2 separate regions of the Gossypium hirsutum genome follow, and region 2 is linked to region 1. The links are chromatin contacts, called in public Hi-C maps. All regions are on one chromosome and are shown on one strand. Each heading gives the region's core, a stretch centred on a gene start, on an enhancer-like site or on the middle of the called end of the contact. The rest is flanking DNA. Distances are from core to core; before and after follow the strand shown. Region 1 holds the start of LOC107961468. Region 2 holds the start of LOC107959855.

Evidence for each region. A called contact is a pair of places that touch in the nucleus more often than the background predicts.
Region 2: a contact with region 1 is called in a Hi-C map of leaf, with 3 times the contacts expected there. The contact joins the promoter of LOC107959855 here to the promoter of LOC107961468 in region 1. A contact is called at or near these places in 2 of 34 Hi-C or Micro-C datasets (both in leaf).

What each region holds. Positions count from the first base shown.
Region 1 is chrA05:99,103,422-99,110,420 of Gossypium_hirsutum_v2.1, forward strand. LOC107961468 reads right to left here and starts at 2,712. Exons shown (of 4, transcript XM_016897593.2): 1 at 2,450-2,712; 2 at 2,185-2,290; 3 at 2,013-2,065; 4 at 1,665-1,910. The coding sequence starts at 2,509. The coding sequence ends at 1,839.
Region 2 is chrA05:99,231,526-99,238,296 of Gossypium_hirsutum_v2.1, forward strand. It overlaps LOC107959855, which reads left to right and starts at 4,033. Exons shown (of 2, transcript XM_016896018.2): 1 at 4,033-4,185; 2 at 4,366-6,771. The coding sequence starts at 4,438.

The DNA.
Region 1 (6,999 bases), core at 1,462-3,961:
AAGTTGAATGATCAAAACGTAAACTTATTAATAATTAAATGAGCTTAAATATAATTTAAGTAAAATTTTTATTTTTCAACTACAACAATAATGCTAAAATTCACATTAAAAGTAAGCACTTGATTTGATTAAGCAAGCACTTGATTAAGCAATAATACAATAAATTCCATGCCTCTCTTTAAACATGTATGCTTTAAAATTATAACTTTTATATTACGCTTGGTGGAAGTATTATTTTTTATTTATGTTTTAGTATATGAGTAAATTATAATTTATTTAATTGGTAATATTTAGTTATTTTCGTGATTTATTTTTAGTAAAATGAAAGAAATTTTTTTATTAATTTTAAAAGTGTCTTAATATTTACAAAAAAAAATTACTCATATTTCTAATTTAAAATTTAAAATTATACTAACTATATTTTATTTTATATCTCATAAGTAATATATTACATTAATAACGTAAGAAGGCATTGATGGAACCAAATCTTTATAATTCAGGGTGTGTAGTGAGGGGCAGGCCGGAATCCTACTGTTTCTAATCTTTTAAATTTTTATTTTCTTTTACTTTGAAAAATAGTAAAAATTATAATGGCAAATTTATTTTATCTTCACTCTTCCTTATACAACTTTTGCCTTTGCCTTTGGGGCTGCACTCATGGAGGGAAAGTAGGCATTCCCAACATTTTTTAATTTAATCTCTTTAAAATTATAAAATTTTAAATTAATATAATAATATTATTATACAGACTGGTCCGGGTAGTCGGACCAAAAAATGATCAAGATACTTATCCAAAGAAAGACATTAGGCTAGTTAACTCGAAAATTGGTATGGACTAATTGATTGAGCGGCTGAATTAGTTAAACTAAAGTTTTTAATATTTTTATTAAAAATCTATTTTTTTGACAATTGAATTGAATTAAACTTTATATAAACATGGATATTATAGTATAAATAATAACAACAATGTTATCTTCCAAAATTAAAAATAAAAATCTAAAACATTAACTCTTTTAAATAATATTAAGAAATCTGAATACTATTTGAGACCAAAATTGTAGAACATTATAACCTAAATTGTTGACAAATATATACTATATTAGCATTATACATGTAAACAACTCGGCTCAACTAGATTCGGTTTCTATGAAACCCCTATAAAAGGAAGACATTAGATTGATTGGTCAAACAACTTGGATTGAAATCGGTCGAGGTACCAATTCGAAATAAAAGGTCAGATTAGTTGACTCGTGAATTGATTGGGCCGTTCGAACCGAATTTATCTATTTTTAATAATTTATTTAGTTGAACCTGTCGGATTGATCAAACTGATTGAATTGAGTACTAGTGATCTAATTAATTTCCTTGTCGATTGATTTTAAAAACTTTGAACTTCATTGATGATATATTATAAGCAAAAGAATTCTCATGTTTTTTTAATCAATATTACATTTTGAAATTTCCAAGTTTTAAAATGGATTTTAAAATCTAAAATTTAACTATTAAGAAATTGGACTCTTTTTATTATTATTATTATTTTGTTATCCAAATAAAAAATATAAAATTTCTTGACCCAAATCAAGATTTCCAAACAATTATTTATTGAATCATATGGAAATTCCGACGGTAATTTTGAATCCTAGACAAACTTGGAAGATAGTTGGTAAGATTAAGGGAACTTAGCATATTATATATAAAAGGATAAGAAATTACAATCCTTATCTGGGTCTAAAAACATTAAAGAAGAAAAGACCCAGTTATATTTTGCAATCTGAAGGCTGAAATAGAGGTCTGTCCAGTTCTTGATCACTTCTATTTAGTTTATACGTGATCTTCAGTCATAGAGGTTTTGGATCATCTTTCTTAATACTTTCTTCTTCTGAATTTAGCCCTCCTTTGAGTTGAGCTATCTTCATCACAAAAAAAAAAAAAAAAATTCAGTTAAGTTCATGCCAAAGAACAAATCCAAAACAGAATTTGATTTTAGACTTATTGTTCAAGTACTGCCTTGCCTGGAAATAGTCACGAAAGAAGGCTTTGTTCTCTTTAAGCAACTCTTTCCAAACTGCAAATTAAAGCATCAGCATAAGCTGGTTCAAAACCAATGACAATTTTGGTCCGCGGATTCACATTTAAGAGGTGCCAATCCCCAAATTCGGGATATTTGTAAAGATACCCTTTTACCTGTTAGGCTGATGATTGGTTCAATCTTAGCATACTTAGCCAGTGCTTTGACACAGTCATCTCTGCTCATCTGAAGGAGCAAACACCTCTCAATCATATGTTGAACCTACAAAAACAAAATCAACTCAAAGCTTCAAGAACCTGGAATTTTATACTTTTTACACACAAAAAAGAGGGTCAGAAACACTGTGCAAACAAAGCAGAAGATTCTACGAATCCCAAGATGTTGGAGAGATGGTTACATAATATTGTAAGGTGTTATTACCATTCTAATGTAGTCATGTGGTTGGCAATGCAAACAAGGGAGTGGATGTTTAAGGTACATTTTTTAGAGAGGAAAAAAAAAAAGGCAAAAAAGTATTAGGTTTTGGGATATTTGTGTTAGATATTCAGGTTGATTTTTACGAGGAAACAAAGAAACAGTAAGAGAAAAAGCGGAGGGAAAAAGTGAGGAAAAAAAGGGTTATGTATTATCCATATATAAAGTGAAGGGCCAAAAGAGGTTGAGAAATCTTTTAAGGCATGCTCACCTCATCTTCAAAGTGATAAGACTTCACACTATTTGAATGGCAGGAATAATTAAATTTGAGTTGGGAATTTTTTTATTTTTTACTTCTTGACGTGAATCCATACCAACACTCATAAATCCTCTTGATATTTAACCAGTCACCTACTATTTCATTTATATATATATATATGTTCACAACACTCTTCCTATAAAATTTTAAATGATTTATATTTTTATAATTTCATCATTATATTTCTTATTTTTTTAGATAAAAGTAACATAAAGACTCCTATTTTAGGGGTCAAATTATATCTTACTTTTTTTACTAAGAGTTTTAGTATGATCGACTTACCATGATTGAAAAGACATAGTTTGAACACAAGACCAAGTATTAAAGATCTCTACTTATTTTATGTCTTATCAAGGACAAATCGGTAAGCAATTTTAATAGTCATACTAGCTGTAACAGCCCGTTTTCAGTGAAACTGAAATAGGGGTTTCGAGATTACAAATTCGAGTCCCCAAAAAATTTATTTTACTATTATTTTATGGTCTATCGTTTGATAGGAATATTGTATAAAAATTTCGTTAAGAAAATTTTACTAATTACATGTTTAATTGATAAAAGGACCAAATTGTATAACATGTAAAAGTTGAATTCTAGTAGCTAAAAGGATCAAATAGCTATGGAATTCAAAATTTGAGGTCCTTACATGGCATATAGACCATTAAGAGGAGTTAGTAGATAAGTATTGATCGCAGTGATTCGTAACAAGTAATAAATTTTTATAATGAAGATCAAACCTAGACTAACTATTATCACGACGAAAAGGCAAGCGCACCTATCGAACAATAGTATAGTAATGGCAAGATAGGGATGTCGTACCCAAGGGAACCAAAAGTACTAGTAATAACTATCTTTTTATTATCTAGCCTAAGAATAAAAGGGTTTGTTTATTAAACTAATTATCTAAACTAATTAACTAATTTAATCAAAGTAAAGAGAAAGTTTGGAAAAAGACTTGAAGAAAAGCAATTGATAAAGACGACACCCAAGGAGGAATCCACCTAGATTTCACTTGTTACTTGACTCTGAACTGGACTATTTATTCACTTGACTTGATCCGTAAGACTCCCTAACCTATGTTATTATCCCTATTCAAGACTAATAACGTCTAACCCCTAGATTGGATAACCGAGACTTTTCTCTAATTAACACTCTAGGGTTGCATTAGCTCGATCTATGGACTCCCATATTAGGTTTTACCCTAATCCGGTAAAATCCCGTAACCCTATTTCTAGGCGCCCGATCAACTCTGCTTAATTATGCCAAATCTACTCTTAGGCAGGGTTTATTCATCCTCTGCATAAGCACATCAAATCATGAATTAATACCCGGAATATTAACTCAAGCATTAAGAACACATAATTAAGAACAAATCAAGTATTTATCATACAATTTAGATAATAATAACAAGATCCATCATAGGTTTTATCCCCCTTAGGTATCTAAGGGGTTTAGTTCATAATAAAATAAGAATACATCTCAAAAGTATAAAAATAACAAAACATAAAGAAAACTCTAAAACCCCTGAAGGAATTCTGAGAGAGATCTTCAGTCTTGGAGTAACTCCGGCTTTTGAGATGGATCGTCTGGCTTCCTTCAAGTAATTCCCGGCGTGTGGTTCTATGTTCCAGAAAAGTTCTAGAGAGAGAAGCCCCTTTTTTAGGTCATACTTAGGGTGTTTATATAGGCTTTTGATTGGCTTTCTTGCCCCCTAAGTGTCATTTTTCCTTGTAAAATACAACTTTTTGAAAAAGGACACGCTTGTGTGCCACGGTTGTGTGACATGGTTGTCAGGCCGTCTTCGATACGTTAAATTGCCAGGGCTGTGTGGGCTCAATGGTCAGGCTGTGTGAGTCGTGTAAACCTTGGTCGACACCCTCGAAAGGCACGGGCATGTGAGTTGCCCGTGTGGCAAGGCTTAGGCCGTGTGATCTTTTCGATTTGGTCCATTTTGTCCATTTTTAGCTTGTTTTTGGCTCCTTTTGACCCTTGGTGCTCTCTTAAGTACAAAACATGAAATAATCGGATTAAGAGCACCAAAATCCACAAATCTAATAGTAAACATCCATAAATATGCTAAGTATTTGGGGTAAAAACATGTATAATTTGGCGTTTATCAAATACCCCCACACTTAAGCATTTGCTTGTCCTCAAACAAAATTCTCACTTACTGCTAGAATTCATTCTTTTCAATCATATAATCATTACTGATAATGTTACAAACTATTCCACGGAAATTTATACAGTGAGAATTTAACTATAGGGGCATTAAAAGCCTCAAACAATCTAAATCGGATATCTCGATAATAAAATTATAGGTAAGCTCCTTCCTTTAAGTAATTAACTTTAGTCCTAAATACACAGGAGATGACATCCTCACTAAAGATTCACTCAAATCACTCAAAGTATTTAAGGGTAAAGATTAAGCACTCGATTGTCTAACATGAAAAGTTATTACCATAGGCTTGCATGAAAATCAAATCTCCATCACTTGTAAATAATATGATACACTAATCAAAAAGTCTTTGCATGGTTGTAATAGGGTTTAGGTTACAGGTATGGATACAGGTTGAAGAACAGGGGTTAGAATCGAGATAATTTCAATATGTTACCCCACTATCAAAAACTTAATCATTGAATCACAAACAAATAGCTAGAACTATTTTACATGAGTTCATGACAACTTTAGCTTGCTGAGAATTACACACACATTTTTTTTAAGAAAAAATTAAAAATTATACTTCATGATTCAGTAACAAAAAATGGTGAACATAGTGAGGTAACAATATTAAATTCAATCTCGATAAAAAGGGTCAAATTAAGTAAGAGGATTTTAACAAGTTAATGATGAGGGTTAATCAATGAAAAAGGGTCAGTAGGCTCAACGGGGGTTCACTAAGGATTTAATTATGTGGGAAGGCTTTTTATGGAGTAAGTGGGTTAAATCTTAAGTGCCTTTATCATCTTAGTATATCAAATCAAACGTGTGATCTTGACATGTATAATTGAAGCAAGTTCTAATATAACAATTCAATGTTGACACACTCAAACCACAAAAGAAGTGAGCCAGAAAGAAAGCTATATGCTCAAAAGGCTAAAAAATCTCACCAAAAATTTGGGTTTTTGATGTTATTCTTGTATACTTAAGATTTCAAGATAATACCTCAATTCAGGAAAATAACCTAAAAATTTTAGTTCTCAAATTATCAACTTATCATGCTTGATTCTCTAATGTCCTATAATCAAATAATCATGCATAATTCCCTTGGTCTAATTTACGACATATCAATAATAATTATAGATCAATCAAGGATTCATTCGATCAGGATTAGGAGAACATCACTTAAACACAAGACCAAATTCAGGGATTTGAGAATAATGCAAAAAAGTTAGGTTTCATGTTCACCCCCATACTTAATATGTACATTGCCCTCAATGTACAAAGATAGACTATTCAACATAAAGAAAATCATAAGAGGGAAAGAGGTGAAACTCCCTTCTGAGGATGGAGTGTTTGGGGAAAATGGTAGCGGCCACTGTTCTTGGCTAGATGAAGAAATTGGGTCGTTGAACATGGCACTCGTTAGGTATTGTTCTCTATTTGTTTCCTTATTCCGTAAAATATTTCTAGCAGCTTTGCTTGGAAGTCTATAGAATTATGAAGAGCTTATTAAGAGTTGGTGTGGAAGAGAGTGTAGTGGAATTACTTGTTAGAAAGACCAGAAAATGGGAAAAAATAAAATTTACTAATATAGATATGTCTTTATAACGAAAAATAAACATAAAAATAAAAATAAAAATAAAAATAAAAGTAAAAATAAAAATAAAAAAATAAAAAGGATTCAATGATCCTTGTCGGTGAGGCCCTCAGGTGGTGGTGCTGGAGTGTCGATGTGGAGGTGTTGGCACAGCTGCTGCATCATGGCTTGTATGTCGTCCATCTGTCGGTCTTGTCGCCGATCTCGCTCGTGAATCATCTCAAACTGTGTAGTACAATACTGCTTAAAGTGAGCGAGTCGGTCGGAAAGGTACGCCAATGAAGCAGCCGCATGAACTGGTCGTTCCCTATGTGGCGCGGTGGAAGGCTTCTCATGCTGTGGGGAATATCATCAGGGATGTCCTCAAGATCCTCCTCGTCAATGGCATGAGATAGACGGTACTGAGGAGGATCGATCTCACGTCGGCGTTCGATCATCATTATGTGTAACATAGTCATGATGCCCTATGGGGACATCTGACC
Region 2 (6,771 bases), core at 2,783-5,282, 130 kb after region 1:
TGACTAGAGTAACACCAAATCAGAAGCACAATACCAAATCAGAGGAACTAAGTACCAAAAAATCAAGATTGAAAGCCTAAGGTGATTTATTTTTTTACCGAATCTCTTATCTTTTTCTGTTCTTTTTTTTATTTGCAAATTTATACCTAAATATATATATTATTAAGCAAAAAAAAAAAGAAACTAAAAAAAACACACTAAAAAAGTACATTTTTTCGAATTTCACTGTGGCCGGCAGCGGCGACGGTGGCCTTCCTGGCCGGAGCTAAGGCTTAGTTCAGAGAGAATTCTCTCTTCTCTCTCTTCTTTTTTTTCCCTCATGCTAACAAATGAATTTTTTTTCTTCAAAAACATGACTTTTATAGCCCCTTAAAACGACGTCGTTTTGGGGTTGGCCATTAACACCCAAAACGACGATGTTTTGAGCATACCCGATCCGTCCGACCCGAACCCGCCTCAGGATCCGCGTGTTTTTGCTTAATGGTCTATTTGCATATTAGGCCCTTCCGCTTTTTTCTATGGTCTGCAATCAGGTTTCTATTTATTTTAATTTGGCCCCGAAATTTGTTATGCTCTACAATTTGGTCCCTCGTGTTACATTGCGCTTTGAAGGAAAGGAATAATTTCTGTTTCGGTCCTTTCAGGTTATGCCGTGTTGCATTTTGATCCTTTTCCTTTTATTTTTTTAAATTTGCCCCAAAACTCTGTTTTTAGTTCAATTTTAATCCTTTTTTGTTTATTTTCGTTTCTTTATTAAATATTATTATTATTATTATTATTTCTAATATTATTACTATTATTAATAAAATTAGTGTATATTTTTATTATATATGTATATATATTTATATATTTATATATAATATTATTTTTAATTACTTTATTTTAATATTATTATTATATTATATTTGCTTTTTGTATTTCATTATTATTGCTAGTATTATTATCATTATCATCATTATTAACATATATATATACATGTGTATTTTTCATGTACATATTAGTATTTTCTACTATTATTACAAATATATTATTTCTTTTATTATATTATTAGAACATTATTTTATTATTATTATTTTTTTATTGTGAATATTATTGTTATTTTTATTCTAATATTATATTTTAATATTTTTCATTAATTGTATCATCGTTTGCATTATTTACAAATTCCTATTGCAAATGATATATTTTTTTATGTTTTTAATTAATTTCAATAAATAAGGCAACGTACCGATTTCAACACTAAGTCGCTGATTTCATTGCTCTGTTGGGTGGATATTATTGGCTCGTGTTAAAAAACGAGACGTCCTTCTAAAAAACCAAAAATTTCAAATTCTCGTATTTCAATCGGATCGCGATTAAATATTAAATTAAACTTGTGTTTTTTAGAATTAAGACAACGTGTGTTTAACAAGATACCAATTTTGAGCGTCGCGAGAGTGCTAATACCTTCCTCGTGCGTAACCGACTCCCGAACCTTATTTTTCTATGGATTTTCACGTAGACCCAAATTCAACCTTCATTTTTGTTCAAAAATAAATTTTCTTTTTTTTAAAAAAGAGGATTTATTAGGTGTCCGATCACACCTAGGAAAAAGATCGGTGGCGACTCCTTTTCTCTTTAAAACCGAAATTCCCTTTTCAAATTTTCAAATAATCGCCTCAATTAGCGACCAAAGCGAAATTTTTACGTCGCTAAATATATAATGTTAAAAAGTTTCTATTTTCTCTTTAAAATTAACTAATATTTAATATTTTTTTTACTTTAAATAATTTATCGCAAAGAGTAATCAATTCAATTTTATTTTAAATATTTATTATTTTATTTTTAACTTATATTATTATTAATATAAAATTTTAAAAATTAAATAATCATATTATATTATTTTTTCCAATCATCGTAAAAGGTTATCACAAAATTTTAAAAAATAAATATAATATACTTTAATTAATATATACAACTAAACTCGTGCATTGCACATTGTGTTGGTTTTTAAGTGTAGTTATTTGGCATATTGATAAATTTAGTCCTCAAATTTACATTTTTTGTCAATTTGACTCTTTTTTTAAAATTAAATTTGACCCTTAACCTTTAAAAAAGAGTCAAATAACTTATTTTTAATGAAAATGATGACTAAAACATTATTTTTTAATATTGTTAGCACAATAACATAGCATCTTTTGTTTTATATGTCACGTCAGCAAATAATTCAAAAATTATAAAAAATAAAAAATATATAAAAAATTCATAAAATTTAAAAAAAAATTGACATAGAGTACACGTGGATTGTCATGTAGATTGTCTTCTTTAAAATTTTAACATTTTAGTTAGGATTCTCGTTAAAAAAAACATCATTTTGACTCTTTTTTAAAAGGTTGATGGTCAAATTTTACCCTTTTTAATAGGTTGATTCTCAAATTTAACTAAAAAAAAAAAAGAAAAAGAACCAACCTGACAAATAATGTAAATGTTAAGGGCTGAATTTAACATTATGCCTAGTTATTAAAAAAGTTAAAAATATGCTGTAAGTCATTGTGTTTTTCATATATTCAAATTTTCGGTCCCTTACTTTTATTTCAAGGAATTTAGTCCTCTAGGTTTTGGATTTAAAAATGCAAGTTCAATTATTAATATTGTCAATTTTTCTGCTAAATTCAGTTCCTTAACATCAATCTTTTTATTGCATGGCTACTAAATGAGTGTTTTTTTCTTCAAAATATCATACCAACAAATTTAACAAAAAAATTAATGTTAATAATTGGATATGAATTTTGAAATCTAAAAAAAAAAAATAGAGAAACTAAGTTTCTAGAAATAAAAGTAGAGTGAATTTCAAATATTCGAAGAGTATAAGGACTCAAGGCATATTTTAACCTAAAAAAATCTTAAAATTGGTCCTAAATGTTAGTACATTAAAATTGGATAATTTTTGCAGGTTAAAATATGTCATAAATCTTTGTATTTTTTTGAAAATTTATAATTTAGTAATTATATTTTTATTTTTAGGAATTCAGTTTCTTAATTTTTTAGATTCTAAATTTTAGGTCTAACTATTAATAGTGTTAAAATTATTTTGTTAAATTTAGGTTCATTACAAATGTTAATTTTTTAATTAAGTGGCTATAAGTAAATATTTTTATTTAAAAATGTCACGTCAACAAAGTTAATAAAAAATTATAAGTGTTTAAAGTTAGACTTGAATTTTGAAATAAAAAAAAGTAGAGAAATTAAATTCTTAAAAATAAAAATATAAGGATTAAATTTAAATTTTGTGAATAAATACATAGACTTATAACATATTTTAAATTTTTTTATATTCTTGCTTTTTTTAGAGTTTGATGGAAAAGTTGAAGTAATAAAGTAATTTTTTCACTTAAAATGTGAAATATTATTTTTTATCTTCTTGATCTTTTATATAAATTATTATAAAAAATATAATTAATTATTTATTTGACAAACAAAGGTTGTAAATTTTTTTACCCCTTTTTAATTATTATTATTTTAAGCAATCAAAGGAAATGAATATATACAAAATAAGAAAGGAAACAAATAAATTAAAAAATATTAAAATTGAGATATGTGAGTGTGGAACTCTAGTTATCAGTCTAAGATTTCCTCTCATTTATCCTCATAATTCTAATGAAATAAAAAATTATTATTCTTTAATTCAATTAGTATGAATATTATTGTTAATATAGGAAGACGTGAATTTAAGTATTTTGAAACATATTATCTACTTATATATGAATCGGAGAAGGACTGTAAATAATTTTAAACATCGTTAAAAAAAGAGAGGAAATTTGCAGAATTGGAAAAAAAACCTCTAAAGGGTTGATGTAAAGTTGGAATTTGGAGGAGTGGAAAAATGATATGAATCGGCAAATTGAAAGATACTTCTCATTTAAATATAAAAAGAAAAAGTGAGATTTTCTCAAAATTAGATTTAATTACAACTTATTTCCATAAAACCTACAAATTTAATTTTGTTGAGGTATAGGTTGCCTTGCCTAGTTCATCGCAAACATTAGATGACACGTGTCAAACATCCGTAAAAGGAGGGTCTCCGCACTTCCTTCTGTACGATCTTCTTCTTTAAAATCCGGACCAAGTGCTCTTTTGTCGTAAATCGCCAATCCTCAAAACTCACCTGCACACTAATAAACCCTTAATTTTCTTCTTCATCTACAGGTACTTTTTCTTTTAGTTCTTTGTTTGAATTATTTTTATGTTGAACTGTATGATTTGTTATTTGTTTAGGTTTTTTTCTCTTAAAGTATGGGTAAGTGTTAGTGGGTATTTTTGTTTACTGTTTTTCTTTTTTTAATTAAAATGATTATATTGTTGTTTTTACTTTTTCCTCTATTTCAGTTGTAAAAATCCCATTTTTTGAGGTTGATTTTCTTGGGGGAAAAACAATTCAATCATTTTCAGGGGGAAAACATGGAAGCTTTTGAAAAGCCAACTGAAACCCTTACTGGGGATAAGTCTTTAGACCAAGATGCTAATGAAGGTTCTAAAGCTGGTGGGTTAACGGTTGAAAGATCATGGGAAAATGGTTTTAGGGTTTCTATAAATGGAAAGGGAGGTTCTTGTGTTGATGAAGATGGTGAGGGACTTGAGGATTCTGAATTGAATGGGGTTTCTTCTTTGTTACAAATGAAAGGAAGTGTTAGGAACATTGATGTTAATGGTGGAAGGAGTGATAGCGGTGAAGGGTTCGGCACCCTTTTAGGTGCTGTTGATGAAAGTAAAGAAATTGGTGCTGAAAATGTATTACCAAATGATGACGATGAAATGGCAAAATTGGATGAGAAAGACAATGGTGGGAAGATGATGATGAATAAAATAGATGACTACGATGGTGATGGTGGTAGTGTTAGTGGTGAGTTCTCTGCTGGTTATTTTGTATGGGGTAAGATTAAGAGTCATCCATGGTGGCCGGGGCAGGTCTATAATCCGACTGATGCTTCAGATTATGCGGTGAAAATGCGGCAGAAGGGAAGACTCCTTGTTGCATACTTTGGGGATAGTTCGTTTGCGTGGTGCCTTCCTTCTCAGTTGAGGCCTTTTGAGGAGAATTTTGAGGATATGTCGAAGTTGAGTAGCTCTAAGAACTTTGTCAATGCTGTACGGACTTCTGTTGATGAAATCGGCCGACTTGTTGAGTCGAAGATGACTTGCTCGTGCGTTCCAAAGGAGAATTGTATTGGACTCGACCGACCTTTAGCTGCGAATGCTGGGATAAAGGAAGGAGTTCTTGTGCCTGAAGGTGGAATTGGAAAGGTTTTAGTTGGTCTCTTTGAGCCAAAAGAAGTTCTTGGTAAATTGAAACAAATTTCGCAGGCGGTTTCTATGTGTAATTTGCTTGAATGTGCACTGTTGAAGGGTTGGCTTTCAGCTTTTAATCGATCAATAGGGCGCTTTGGAATGCCAGTGTACTATGAACCCCTGTCCATTCCGGATGTTGAAGAAAATGTTAGAACTCTTGTTGTGGACATGAGTGATTATAGTGAGGCAGTGGGAATCCCAATCACAGGGCCAGTCGAAGAAGATTGGATTTCTTCTTTGTCCCATCCAAAATCTGGCCAAGGCAGTCGGGCTTTGTTGAGGAGTCTGGATATTTCGGAGGATGCCATGTATCACAGGAGGAAGCAGAAAAGCATTGCTGAAATTTTAAAAGGTGATTTAGATGTACAGGCTCATAAGGTCTCAAAGTCCAGCAAACCAGCATCCTCATCTCGGAGAAAAAAGATGAAAGGCAATGATGAAGTTAATGGTGATGGTGGAAGTGATTCGAGTTTCATACCAAGAAAGGGGAAGGGAAATGAGCTTTCAGGATTAAATGCTGAAGTTGATTTCATTGAGGCCAATGAAGGAATGGATAAGGTTTATTCATCAAGGGGAAGAAAAACGAAGATTAAACAAGCAAGCGATAATGACGGTGATAATCGGGGCAAAGAAGATACTGATAACCAACCTGTTTCGATTAAAAGGAAATTGAATGTTGGTTCTGGTATCAGAAGGATTGATGCTGAAACTAAGGACCTATTCGAGAGTGGTTCTTTTACTAGAGAAAGGAAGAAAAGCAAGTACTTATCTCCTCCTTACACAAGTTCAACTGGGAAGCTAAGGAAAACCGAGATAGAAGATGAATCTGTAGAAGTTTCCAGTGACACCCGATTTGGGGAGACAATGAGCAAGGCTACTGACAACCTTGTTACGGGTAAAGGGAATGAAGTCCCTGAAGAAGTTCATCCAGAGCAAGAATCCTTGAATGAATCGAATTTTCTTACACCTAAACGATACCTGAATCAGATGAATGATCTAGCAAAAGTTGAAACTCCTGCTAACGAAGTTCTAGTTGAAGTCCGATCCATGGCTCTTAGTCCGCAATATCAAAGGAAAAATAGCTCTTTTGAATTTGTTGTGGAGTTTTTATCTGTATTTAGAAGCTCAGTTTATCGAGATGGATCTGACTATGAAATGTATAATCAGTTCCAGCATCAGAAAAAGAGAAAATCTCCAGACTTTTCTACTGTGTCATCAGGAAGCAACCGATCTATGGCTGGTCATGTTCCCTCTGGACATAAATCCCATAAGAAAAAAGTTGGAAAAAATGAAGAAACAAAGATGGGTGAATCCAAACCCAGACAAGCAACCAGGGCGTCACTGAAGAAAACTGAGAGACTGAAGGCATATACTCCTAAAAGGAAGCAAACTGCCATTGCTGCAGTTGGAAATGATTTACCTGCTGCCCTCTTCGTGACATTCGGT